2 separate regions of the Sus scrofa genome follow, and region 2 is linked to region 1. A link is a contact called in public Hi-C data. All regions are on one chromosome and are shown on one strand. The core of a region is the stretch at or near the end of the contact, and the rest is flanking DNA. Distances in the headings are between cores, read along the strand shown.

Region 1 (6,591 bases), core at 3,717-6,216:
ATGATGCAATGCGGATGCAGCCCCAAAACGTTATATAAGTAAAAGAGGCCAGTCACAGAAGACCACATATTAGAAAATCTCATTTACCTGAAATGTCCAAGGTAGGCAAATCTAGAGTCAGTGAGTGGCTTAGCGGTCTCTTACTGCTGGGTGAGTTAGAGAAACAGGGAGTGGCTGCTGACAGAATTTCTTTTAGGGGCGATAAAAATGTTCTAAAATTGATGCGGTGATGGCTATGCAACCCTGTGACTATGCCAAACACTGCTGAATTGTACAATTTAAGTTGGTGAACTGTAATATAAAGCTGATTTTAAAAAAGAAAGAAACCAGTCCCTAGTCCCAACCTTGTTTCAGTTGTGACCTATGTTTCACTCACAAGGATGGCACCCCTCCAAACTTAACGTGCCTAAAATAGAACCCATTCAACCCAGCAAATAAGTGATTTACTGCTATACACAAACAGCTATGAGAGACAAGGATGAGTAAGATGCACTCAATAAACTTACATGCTTATTTTTCACCCCACTGCCTCTTAGAAATGGCACCCCCATCACCCCAGAGCTCAGGCTTGAATTCTCAAAGGTAACTGTATCTGACTGTCCACAAGTCACTCAACTAACACACCCATGGACCCAATGCCAGCCATGTCTCTAGCAAACCTCACTCCCTTCCATCTCCATGGTCCTAACTCAAGATTTTTTTGAAATGTAGGATCATGCACAAAGACACCCTTACTAAACAGATCTTTATCACGAAGAGGCAATACCGGAGTTCCTGTCGTGGCGCAGTGGTTAATGAATCCGACTAGGAACGATGAGGTTGCAGGTTCGATCCCTGGCCTTGGCTCAGTGGGTTAAGTATCCAGCGTTGCCATGAGCTGTGGTGTAGGTTGCAGACATGGCTCGATTCCCGAGTTGCTGTGGCTCTGGCATAGGCCGGCGGCTACAGCTCCGATTAGAACCCTAGCCTGGGAACCTCAATATGCCGTGGGAGCGGCCCTAGAAAAGGCAAAAAGACAAAAAAAATTTAAAAATTAAAAAAAAAAACCAAAGAGGCAATACTGATAATCACAAAAAACAGCTCAAAATTTTCCTCAGGGAAAACAGTGCTGCTACCTTTCCTATGCCTCCATCTATGCTGTAAATTGGCATTGACCAAAATGGAATTGTCACCAAAAGCTTTGGCCACCAAAAGATAACACTCCCAATTTACAAAAGCCTATCACCAGAAAGCCACCATATCTTGAAAATTTTATTTGGCAGAGACATAATTCCAACTTTTCAACATGTGAAAACAACTGGGCACACTGTCTCCTTTTCCTCCCAACCCAATTCTGGGTGCTTAACTTTCTCAGCAGTATGTGCAGTTGAGTCACCAAGAACAGCCAAGTGCCTCAGCTGGAACCCTTAGAGATGAAGTAATATTTAGATGCAGGCCTGGAGTAGCAGTTTGCAATTATTCTCAGCTCACTAGCTCGAATCATAAACTCTCCACTCCATTTTCACCATGGAGATACAAGTAATGCCAGAAGACCTCAGAAACAGGATAGAGTTTTACCATTCGAGTTCTTTAAAACTAAATTTCTGAGGCATCCCCACCGCGGAAGAGAAGGTTAAGAAGCTGACTACAGCGGCTTGGGTTGCTGAGGAAGTGTGGGTTTGATCCCTGGCCCAGTGCAGTGGGTTAAAGGATACGGCATTGCTGCAGCTGTGACTCAGATTTAATCCCTGCCCAGGAACGTCCATATGTGGCAGGTGCAGCCATTAAAAAAACAAAAAGAAAAATTAAATTTCTGAACATAACAGAGCAATTTTAAATGATTTAAAAAACTGAAGTTTTTATATTAAAATGTTAAACATGAAGTAAGAGGGAAAAGTGAGTAACACGTGCTTATAAAATGTAGACAGGGATTTATGGCTTAATCCTTACTAATGATCTACTGGATGAGGATACCAGATAATTACCTAGTTTGAGGTATAAGCAAAAAACAACCCATAGATTCACAAGCTCTTCCCAGCTGTTACTGGCTTGTTATCTCTTCCATTGACACAAATATGAACTAGATTGTGTAGGGGATGGATATGTCCCTGGGGGGGGGAAGGCTAACATTTATAGAGAGTATGCAGTGCAATTATTCCAATAAAAGAAAAATTCCTTTTGAATTGAGAACAATCACCTCCCAATCTTCTATTTCAGGTGCAGAATCCGTGCTGGGAGACCAGGGTCCCTATCCTGCTTCTCAATAGCGTCACAGCCTTGCAAGTGTCATTGAACTTTCTTGGGCTTGTTTTTCACATGTAAAACAGATAAATTAAACAAAATAATCTCAAAGCATCCTGCTACCCATAAAAATCCCCAGAGTCTAAATAACTTTCCTACTTCACTTTGTTTCAGCAAAACACACCTACTAACACCAACAGCAGCACAGAGCTCAGACTAATCCCCACCGCAAGTACTCAGGGGCAAATGAGGTAATTTAAGAACACTTTAAATACGAAAAGGATAGAAAGCTATTCTTTAGTGTGTCTTGGGGCAATTTGGAAGTGTTAATTCCTATCCCAGTGAATAACAAAAGCCAAGAGGAGGGTGGGGGAAACTACCAGTGAAAGATTAACATTGCAGCTTTCAGCCTCATTATAATACATTTTCTAATACTAAAAACCTGACAAAGGGGCAACTTCTACTTTAGTCAATTTAACACTCCCCAAGACTCTGAACCCCCCAAGTTCTGAGAGTACAAAGTTTACAGCAGTAAGCAAAAAAAGAAAAAAAAATCAAAGAAATCAGCAGAACAAAAAACCATATGCCTCAATAATCCCAAGTGTGGAGGTCTCCCTTCCCTTTAATTCCAAAGCTAAGGGGCTGCTCTTAATGAAAGGCAGCATAACAACACCAGGCACTGCCCCACTTGTGTCAAGGGACAATACTCACAATAATGGTCAGGCCTTCAGAAGTTCACACTCCTTTCACCTTGAGAAAGGGGCTTTCTTTTGCAAAGATTCGGACACTGTAGCCAATCCCTCCCTGAGGGAATTCGGAGAAGGGGGCCTCTTCTTGAGCAGAGAAAGAAGACTCTTTTAACAAGATTTCTAGACAAACTGAAAGTGGGGCAGGGACATCGGTATCCTACACAGGGCCCAGCTCTCCCACACGGAGTCCACAGGAAATCTCGACAACACTAAGCACTGCTTCCCTGTTCTTCCCTTTATTAGCATGCAGGGAAAGGATCCCTCTGTCTCCACATGGGGAGTGAAACAGTGAAAATGCTCCTGACTTCTACTGACAAAGACTGCATAAAAGATTTTCATTCCTTTTTCAAAAGAAGGGGAGAAAAGAAACCATCTGTGCCACTCTAAATATACAGCAGGAAAGAGTCCTCCCCTCAAAGGTATAGAGTCTTATTTTTCCTGGGAAAGCAAGAGAAAGTAGTTGGAAGATGAGTCTTTGGAAGAGGGGGCCGTGCAGATGAGATAGAAGGAAGCTATTTTGTTGCTAGAACAAGTAGGGAGACAGAGAGGGCATCTCCGACCAGTAGCGAAGAATGGTAGTTTCTGTGGACAAAGGAAAGGCTGGCTTCTGGTAACAGATCTCCCTCTAGGAGTACAGACCTGCTTCCAAAAACATTCTCCTCTCCCCACCGCCACCGCCATTATTCTAATTGAGACCTTCTTTGTTAATTTGGGAAATAAGGTAGGTAAGAGAGAAGGAGTGCCTCTTTCTCTGCCCCAGGTGAAAAGCCTTCTCTCTTGAGAGAAAGTGATGGCGGGGGGCGAGGGGAGGGGAATAGAAGGAGCCTGCATGGAAAAATGTTTCTCTGTGGAAGATACTAGTTACCTTTTTTAAAAAACAAATAAGTAACAGTAATAGCAACAATGTGCCAAAAAGTTACAACGTACTAAGCACACTCACACAAAATTTCCTTTAGCCATTAGGACAATTCTCGGAAAAGAGTACCCAAATTAGAGATGGGGTGACTGAGAAAAGGTGAAGCAATTAGTCAAGGTCACAAAGATGGGAACTGGGAGACACAGGCTGGCATCCATCACACTCCAAACGCAGGGCTCTTCATTGTGCAAGGGAAGAGAGCTCAAGACACACCAAGAGACTCGGGAGCAGAGAAGCGAGGCTCCCTCTGTGGATGGGACTGGGGGAGGGGAGAAAGGCTGACTTCCACCACCACAAAGTAAATTCAGGGTCGTCTTCTCTGTATCTCGGGGTAAAGGCGAAAAATAAGGAGGAAAGGTAGGTCACCCTCTTACAGGGGGTAAAAAAAAAAACCTTCTGTCACTTTTAGGCAAGTTGAGTCTCCTCACCTGGGAGTCGCTGACCAAAAGAGAGATCCCCACCCCACCCCCCTAAAATAAGTTAGGAATCGCCCTCTCGCACACGGGAGCGGATCCCCCTTTGCTGACAAGCGCACTGGAGCAGGAGAAGCACGTTTGCCCACGACAAGGGGCGTCGCCCTCCCGGAGGAGAGAAGTTGGGGGGTCCCTCGCCATATCGAGGTCGAACAGGAGTCTCTCATTCCCCGCGGAGCCATGACTCAGAGAAGCCGTTTTCCTCTCGCAACGCGGGGCCCGGTCTCCTCCCTCTCCCCGGGTCGCTCCGCGTCCTCAGCACAGCTGCGTTCCCTTCAGCGCCCTGAGAAGGCGGGGGGCCCGGGCTCCCTTCAGCCTGCACCGCCCGGCGGAGGGTCGACTCAAGCTGGAGTGGGGCGGGGCGGATATGCCCGAAGCCTTCGCTTCCCCAGCTTCTTACCCTGAGGCCTGCTCCGCGGCCCGCGCTCGCCCCGCCAGCCCAGCCTCTGCAGCCGCAGCCCCGACGCCTCCAAGTCTAACTGAGCCTGCGGAGCCCCGCGAGCCCGGAGGCGCTCCGGCCGCCGCCGCCTCTTCGTCTCTATGGTCCCCCCGCACTTCCTCATCCGGGCCCGGGCCAGCCATGCGGGCTCGCCCAAGTCCCGCCTTCGCACCGCGCGCGCGCGGGCGCGCACTCCTAAGGACGGCTCTTCCTGCGTGGGACCTCCCTCCCTCTGTTAGCTTGTGCCGCCCTCTGCCCCGCCCCTGAGGCCTGGACTGTTAAAGGGAAACACACCTTTTAACTCTGCTCCTGCTGAGCTCAGGGTCAGCGTCTGATTCCACTGTTACCGCCGTGATCCAGTCCCTTTTTCCGGCCCGAATGACTGCAACTCCAGGGCCCTCCCGGCTTCTCCCTTGGCATCCCAAGAGATCATTTTATACTTGGAATCAGTGTTTCAGATCATGCCATTCCCCTACTCCATCTCCTTTAGAGCGTCTTGTTTCGATTTCTTCATAGCTTTAACACAAGCTGAAGCTGCCAGTTCATCTATTTATTGACTCTATTATCTGTCCCTCGCGCCTTAGTTTTGTTCATCAACCTATGCTCAGCACCTAATGCAGTGTCTTGCACAAGCAGACACTCAACAGATATTTGAAGGAAGGAAAAGACTGTTTATTCAAGAGGAAATTGAAAACGTCCAGAGCATACAATTAACTCGCCCCAAGACACAGAACCTTTTGTTAAGCAGAAATCAGTTGCTTCTTGGAGTTATTAACCTGTCTGATTAGAGAGCTAGAGGTTTGCAAGAGGCAATAATTCTACCCCCCCCTTTTTTTTTGCGTTTTAGGGCCACAGCCTTGGCATATGGGGGTTCCCAGGCTAGGGGTCGAATCGGAACTACAGCTGCCTGGCCTATACCACAGCCTCAGCAACGCAGTATCCGAGCCGCTTCATCAGCCCACACTACAGCTCATGGCAACGCCAGATGCTTAACCCATTAGGCAAGGCCAGGGATCGAACCCTCAACCTTATGGTTCCTAGTCGGATTCGTTTCCACTGCACTATGACGGGAACTCCAATCCTCTCTTCTCTGGTCAAAGTGTCTTTGAACCAGTCAACACTTGTATCATTTTATCTGCCATAGTGGCTTTCCAAGCTTTAGTTAGGGCTTGGGGACATACAAAACCAAGTGCCAACGGTATTGTTTACAGGCTGAATCCATATTTCCAGAATATAGGCTACTATAGATGCTGTTAGGATGAACTAACTAGAAGTTCACTTTAAAATATTTCTACGTTTACAGTATCCAAGTCCTCAAGTTCTTTCTCAGGCAACTACATGCCTACAAAAGAGGACCTGATGGAGTTCCCATCGTTGCTCAGCAGAAACAATTCTGACTAGTATCCATGAGGATACAGCTTCCATCCCTGGCCTCACTCAGCGGGTTAAGCATCTGGCATTGCCATGAGCTGTGGTATAGGTCAAAGACATGGCTCAGATCTGGTGCCGCTGTGGCATAGGCCAACGACTCCAGCTCCCATTCAACCCCTAGCCTGGGAACCTCCATATGTTGAGGGTGCATCCCTGAAAAAGACAAAAAAAAAAAAAAAGAGGATCAGAGAAACCCATTATTACTGGTTTGTCTTTTGCCTTAGGCTCTAATATGGCTGCACAGCACCATTACTGATCTTGTCTTTATTTTAAAAAACGTGGATTTTTGTATTAATTCTTATTTTTTAATCAAATTATTGTTTATCTTGCTGAGTTTTCTGGCATCCCATTAACTTTTTGTGC
Region 2 (6,862 bases), core at 3,127-5,626, 140 kb after region 1:
GGATGGCCTCTGCCCACGAACTCTTTTTTTTGTTTGTTTTTTTTTTTTTTTTGTTTTTTTGTTTTTTGCTATTTCTTGGGCCGCTCCTGCGGCATATGGAGGTTCCCAGGCTAGGGGTCCAATCGGAGCTGTAGCCACCGGCCTACGCCAGAACCACAGCAACGCGAGATCCGAGCCGCGTCTGCAACCTACACCACAGCTCACGGCAACGCCAGATCCTTAACCCACTGAGCAAGTGCAGGGACCGAACCCGCAACCTCATGGTTCCTAGTCGGATTCGTTAACCACTGCGCCACGACGGGAACTCCACGAACTCTTAATTCAATCCTAACTGCCCCCTGGGGGGTTCCAGGTGGCTGACAACCTTTGAGGCTAAGGTCCCTCATTTTTTTTGTTTTGCTTTTTAGGGCCATACCCGAGGCATATGGAAGTTCCCAGGCTATGGGTTGAATTGGAGCTAGATCTTCGGGCCTATACCGCAGCTAGATCAATTCAGGATCTGAGCCTTATCTGTGATATATACCACAACTCAAAGCAGTGCCGGATCCCCGACCTGCTGAGCAAGGCCAAGGATAGAACCCACATCCTCATGGATACTAGGTGGATTTGTTTCTGCTGTGCCATAACAGGAATTCCCAGCTTCCTCATTTTTTAATAGGATTTGAAATACAATAAAGTAGCCTTTGTGAGGCATCCCTGGGTCCCGGGTGGGTGTGGAGAAGCATGGACACATAATTCCACTTAGCCCCGTAAGTGATACACGGGGTTCTCTGAGAGGACCTGAAATTACACCTGTAAAGCTGAAGACTTCTCAACCATGTATCTCAAAGCTTTCCTTCCAGTTCTATATATGTTGATGTTTTAAAATGTATTAAGATCAATTTCTGAAATGAGATGGGGTCATCTCAGTGTTACTGCAAGGGAAACAAGAACAGAGAAATGAAATTCCTTTCTCAGCATCACACTGTGAAGTTAGTGACAACCTAGGCGAGCATCCATATCCCCTAAATGGTTCTTTTCACTGGGCCACGGTCCTAGGATTAAGACTGGAAAATGGATGTGACACATCCCATTCTGGGGATGCTTTCAGTGCTTTTAATATTTTCACTTAGAGTTGAATGAATTATACTTGGAAAGGGATATTTAGATGTATTGATGCTGATGCTCAGATTTTCAATAACTCCTCAAACCCTACTCAAAGGTCCATTTGTTTGAGTTGGAGGACAGGGTATGATGCTTGATAATGGAGCTTTTGTCGGGTAAATACTTGGCCATCTGTACTCTCCTGGGATTGGGGAGCCCAGGATGCCTCTGGGTTCTATAGAACAGGCTGCGTTCTGCTGTCAGGGCCTGCCATTCAGAGGCCGAGAAGCCCCTCCAACTGTGGGGCAGGCATGAGCACTGAATCACTGCTGAGTGGACTTAACATATTTCATTACAAAACCTTGCAGTTAGGCTGATGAAAATAACTGTGAAAATAACACCTTTTGTGTTCTGGGCACTCTTAGGTGCATGGTCTCTGAGTCTTTTCAGTGACCCTGGAAAGTAGGAATGAATTTTTTTTTTTTTTTTTTTTTATGTCTTTTTAGGGACGCACCTGCAGCACACGGAAGTTTCCAGACTAGGGGTTGAACAAGCTGTAGCCGCTGGCCTACTCCATAGTCACAGCAACACCAGATCGGAGCCATGTCTGTAAACTACACCACAGCTCACAGCAACGCCAGATCCTTAACCCACTGAGTGAGGCCAGGGATCAAACCCGCAACCTCATGGTTCCTAGTCAGATTCCTTTCCACTGAGCCACGACGGGAACTCCCTGAAAATATTTTTAACAGATGAGAAAATGAGGTATCATGTGGTATGAGATACATAGCTGGTAAGAGATAACATGGAGATAAAACTGGGCCAGTCCTACCTCAAGGTTTTTCCCATCACACCATGGAGAAAAGGAGTTCTAGAAAAGTTATAAAAATAGCTAGCCCCTCTGCTTCTCTGGTCTCTGTCCTTTCCAATCTCTGATCCTACCCAAATCACATCATTTCTTCAAGGTCTATTGAAGGCGTCTATTTATGAAACCTCTGATCTGATTGAAGCCTCCCACCCGATGGTTGTGGGTCAGTCTTTACGTTATCATTCCAAGTTATCCAGCACCTCTCTCTTCCACCTTCACTGGACCATGGGCCCCTATGGCACCAAGCAAAGCAAAAGGGTGAGTGAACTAAAGACACAGGAATCCACTGGCAAGTTCATTTTCCCAAAGTCCAGCTCCTATGCTGTTCTGAATGGCAGAGGCTGTACCAGGAAGGAGAGGGAAAATGACATTTGCCAATTGCCTTTTGAGGGTGACTCAGCGGTCACCTGCAAAGTGGGCTTTACATGCATTTTAATTCAAAGCTAACATTCCTGTGATCTAGGCTGAGCCCCAATAGAGAGGCTCTGAGAGGAAAAGTTACTTTCACGTGGTCACACAGCTGGAAGTAGCAGAGAGTGTGGGACTCCAAGGCCCTTGTTCTTGTCATGAACATGTCACCTTCAGGCAGAGGCTGAAAGCCTGACAGTCCAGGTCTCCCTCAATGGGACTTCTTCCTTCCTCCAGCCCACTTCTCTGTTACCTCTTTTTACATTTGCCTCTTCAGTCACCTCAGTCTTTTTTATTTGCTGCCCCACCCCACCCTCAGGCATATCCAGTGACATGGACCTTGATGCTTTTCCCCAACAATGCTTGGAGCTCCTTTTACCACCAGAAGGGGAGGTGTCTGTAGGGCAACACCTACAGGATGACTTAAGAGGTGGACCAAAGCATCACCAACTGATTTCTTGTTTTGTTTTGTTTTTAGGCCCTACCTACGACATACAGAAGTTCCCAGGTTGGGGGTCGAATGGGAGCTGCAGCTGCCGGCCTACACCACAGCCATGGCAATGCCAGATCCTTAACCCACTAAACGTGGCCAGGGATTGAACCCTCATCCTTATGGATACTAGTCGGCTTCTTAAGCCACTGAACCATAACAGAAACTCCAAGCATCACTGATTGAAATCTCTTCCCTGTTGCAAGACATGTTTCCTTGAAAACTCCATCTTGTCCTTCTTTACTTTATCCCATCTTCCTTCTTGGAAAAACAGTCACAGTGCTGGTAAATGACTTAAGCTTAAGAGCAAAGACCTAAAGGCATAAGTGACTTAAGCTTAAGAACTGTTATGTGCCTAGAGGTCAGAGTAAGAGCTTAACCCTTTACCACCTAAGTGGCTTTTTAAATAGTAAAAGAACTTATATAATAGTAAACCCTGTATGATCCACCCATAGCCACTCCTCACTTGATCTCACAATAAAAGCAGTGTGGTTTCTTGAGGCAGGGCTCTTGGTCCCTGAGATCTGGAGTTCCCGGCGCTCTTGGTCCCTGAGACCTTGAGTCCCGCGCTCTTGGTCCCTGAGACCTTGAGTCCCTGGCTCCCACCTTTACTTAAGATAAATGTCTCTGTGTCTTGTTTTATGTTAACTATTTTTCCCTAAGTTCCACAGCACCCGTTCTTCAGCCCCATCCTGCTGAGCTGGCCCCGGCACTCCCCAGCTGGACCCAACTCATTCAGCCTCTCTCTCACTTTGGCTCAGGTCATTACTCTTTCTTCTGGAATGGTTTTCTGCTCTGGGCCTATTCAAGTTCTATCTAGGAAACCCTACCTTCCTGCCAGCTGCTGTGAGCCCCTCTCTGGGCTCCTGTACTGTTGGTCTAAACCACATGATGACATTTATCTCCCATCTTCAGTCAACAAACAAGTTGAGCTCCTACTGTGTGGCATGCTCTGTGCAGGGTGCTGGGAGTGGACACCTTGGTGAGTTACCTGTCTGGGGGGGCTAACACCAATGGGGGATACAATAAAAATACAGAACAATACAGTAACTTTGAAAATGTTATTCAGGTTCTTCTCAGGGCCCAGCCCACAATAAGAATTTACTGAATTCATGAATAAATGACTGCTCTCAGGCCAGAATTTTGAAAAAAGAAATGACCGAAAGGAATCCTTCATTTCCACATCCAAACCCACGAATGAGCCACAGAAGAAATCATGGTCATGAGGCCTTGGGGTTGGTTTTAACATCACCCGTAAACTGGCAGTGTGACTTTGAGCATGTCCTGACCTCTCAGCAGCCTCTAAAAACAAGGCAGATGCTTGGGGTTATCTCTGGGGGACTTTCCATTTCAGAGATTCTGTGGTTCTGTGTTATTTTCGACTGCTCTGGGATGGCTCCCATCCTCTTCCTGGCCTTCTTCCTGCTCTCCCCCCTCCCTTTTCCTTCCGCCCTTCACATTTGTCCCTTCTGCATCCGCCCTCCACCCCCTTCACTTTCCTGACCACCCCCTAGTTCCAGCAAGAGGGTTTCCATGGTAATCATCTCCTGGAAGTGACATCACTCATCTCCTAGGCAACTGTTTCTAGGGCAGTGACATCATTTGATCACCATGGCAATGCTCCAGGAGGACAGTTCTGCAGTAAAATGGGCAAATAGAATTCTTAGGTATTTCTGGGGCCTTGAGGGCAGTATAGGGAGAATATTAGAAAAAGGTCTCAAGAACAAGAGGAAAAAGCTTTGGGCTTGTAAGGGAAAAGTGGGAAACCAACTTGGAGCAGTAATGAACAGATGTTCTGGGGTGAACCCCTTCTTTCCGATAACTAGGCTGACCATTTAATATGTCACCAAATTGGGACACTTGAGAGTGAATGAAGGCATCCCTATTACTATTCCAGATGACAAGTGAAAACTGGGCCTCCCTAAGCAAACCAGGGCATGCGGTCCCCACCCACAGCCAGGCAGGTGCTGAACCTCACTCCTTCTCCTGTGGCTCATCCCATAAGCATGGACTCTGCTCTTCCATGTGCAGGCACCAGAGATGCCACAGTGACAGAACTAGCTCAGGTCCTGGCCTAATGGAGCTCACAGTCAAATGTGTACGTGTGTGTGTGCTTGTGGTGGGATTGAGGTAATCCCTCAATCATCTGATGACTGCTGTGGTGCAGTCCGAGTGCAGGGTTCAGAAGGGAAGGCACAGAGAGCCAGGGGTGTGTTTAACCAAAGTACCCGAAGCAGCCTGGGCAGGAGGGTGTTAGTAGGGGGTGGTGGTGTAGTGTGGGGAGAAGTCTGGTTGGCAGAGGGAATAGCATCTGCAAAGGGAGTATGCAGAACACCGGGAAACCAGGAACTGAAGGGAGGCTGGTGGCCAGTTGCAGAGCAGGAGGGAGACTGTGGGAAATGAGCATGGAGAGGTGGTGGGGACCAGGCCTCCCCTGGCCTCAGAGGCCAGAGCACTGGGCAGCCCCATGGAAGTGTTTATAGCAATGGGAGACATGATCCTGTTTGCATCTTAACCACCCCTTCAGGCTGCTATGTGGGGCAGAGTGGAGAGCAGTCTGCCCAGGAGGGATATTTGGGGCAGGGAGCTGGGTTTGGGTTGTGACTGTGAGATGGATGATGAGTCCATATATGTGCATATATTTGGGAGGCAGAGCTGGCAGGATTTGCTGGAGGACTAGACACGGGGTGAAGGTCAGGAAGGGTGACACCTGGGATGGCTTGGGGGCCTTGGGATGGGGAGTGATGTCTCTGCAGGGCTGGGATTAAGGTAAGCCAGAGAAGAGCCCAGGGTGGGACAATTCAGGAGGTGCCCAGGCAGGGGCCGGGGCAGCCTTTAAAATGAGCGGCTCCTTTATGCTGCGTCCTGGGAGAAGCAGGCTTCAGTATGGTTTGGTTTTAGGGGGTGGGAGGCCATGTCTGCTGAGCAGTAAATGACCATCTCTGTCTATGACATGGGCCTTCACTTTCACCAACCATGTAACCAAAGTGGGGAGAACAGGCTGCAGGCCTGAGGCCTATGCCAGCGCTGCTTCACTGTCCCCACAGGGCCCTGTGTGGGAGTTCCTCACTGGCCCATCTCACAGATGGGGAAACTGAGGCTCCGATAGGTTCCAGAACTTGCTGAAGGCCTCACTGTCACAAGTGGCTACACAAGGCCTCAGACTCAGGCGGGCTGACTTGAGCCCATCCCCTTCCCCCCAGACCATGTTCCACAGCCTCTCCAGTTTCCTGGTGGAAGAAGGAGGGAAGGAAATGAAGTAAAGTGCCTTCAGGCTGGCCACACCCTTCATCTTCACCACTGCTACCTGTGCTGAAGCGAGAACAGAGGGTCTGTGAAGGAATGAGATCCCTCGGCTCCACAGTGTCTCACCATTGAGGCCCCGTTCTTTTCACCACACGTGTTCTCAGATGAACTTGTGGGTCCCACCTGGGGCTGTTCTTCCCAGGAAGAAGAAGCTCTGTGCCTCAGCATCCCCCTCTGTAAGGTGGGGATAATGACAGTAGGAATTCCTGCCCCATGGGTTTGTGCTGAGGCTGAATGAAGTCAGTAAAGCGCTCGGCACGGCGCTTCAGTGTAGACTGGGGTTGAGGGATGTTAGTGGCTGCTGGGATTAGGGCAGGAGGGCAGAAGTGTAGGTGTCTGCGTGACACACGGCTCGTGGGATGGAGGCAGGAGAGGCAGGGGCAGGGACACGAGGACCGGCTGGTGTCTGAGGGAGAAGCCTCCTTCTCACCAGCTGGCTCCTGGGGAGATAGCATGGTTTGTACCCCTCCTTCCAATCCTGTGCCTGCTGCAGGGGGAGGAGGATCAGCCTGGCCTCCCTTGGGAAAAGAGGATTACAGAAAAAGTAGGTCATATCCATGAGGTTGCAGCCTGGGGGCAGGGGTGGTGAAAAGGAGTAAGAGGCCTGCACTGGGGCCCTCCTACCTCCATCCACCTCTTAGCCTGACCTCCAGCACTGCCACTAAACAGCCATGGTTTTGTTTTAGCCTCCAAACTCCCTAAAGGAC

The links. Hi-C and Micro-C count contacts between places; a contact is called where the count stands out from the background.
Region 2: a contact with region 1 is called in a Hi-C map of embryonic fibroblasts, with 2.5 times the contacts expected there. The contact joins the enhancer-like site here to the promoter of PRR14L in region 1. A contact is called at or near these places in 1 of 5 promoter capture datasets (liver), 11 of 47 Hi-C or Micro-C datasets (blood, brain, embryonic fibroblasts and 5 more) and 2 of 2 datasets of contacts at active chromatin or transcription factors (alveolar macrophages and skeletal muscle).

The regions. Positions count from the first base shown.
Region 1 is chr14:48,413,274-48,419,864 of Sscrofa11.1, forward strand. It overlaps PRR14L (protein PRR14L), which reads right to left and starts at 4,967. Exons shown (of 8, transcript XM_021073914.1): 1 at 4,759-4,967.
Region 2 is chr14:48,557,950-48,564,811 of Sscrofa11.1, forward strand. No RefSeq gene overlaps it. Among named protein-coding and RNA genes, the nearest start is that of YWHAH, 17 kb to the left of the region's middle. Within about 2 kb of position 4,377, at least 12 of the 83 cell types and tissues checked have an H3K27ac peak or open chromatin away from gene starts, as enhancers often do. A contact at or near this core is called in embryonic fibroblasts, liver and retroperitoneal adipose tissue, where this site is marked.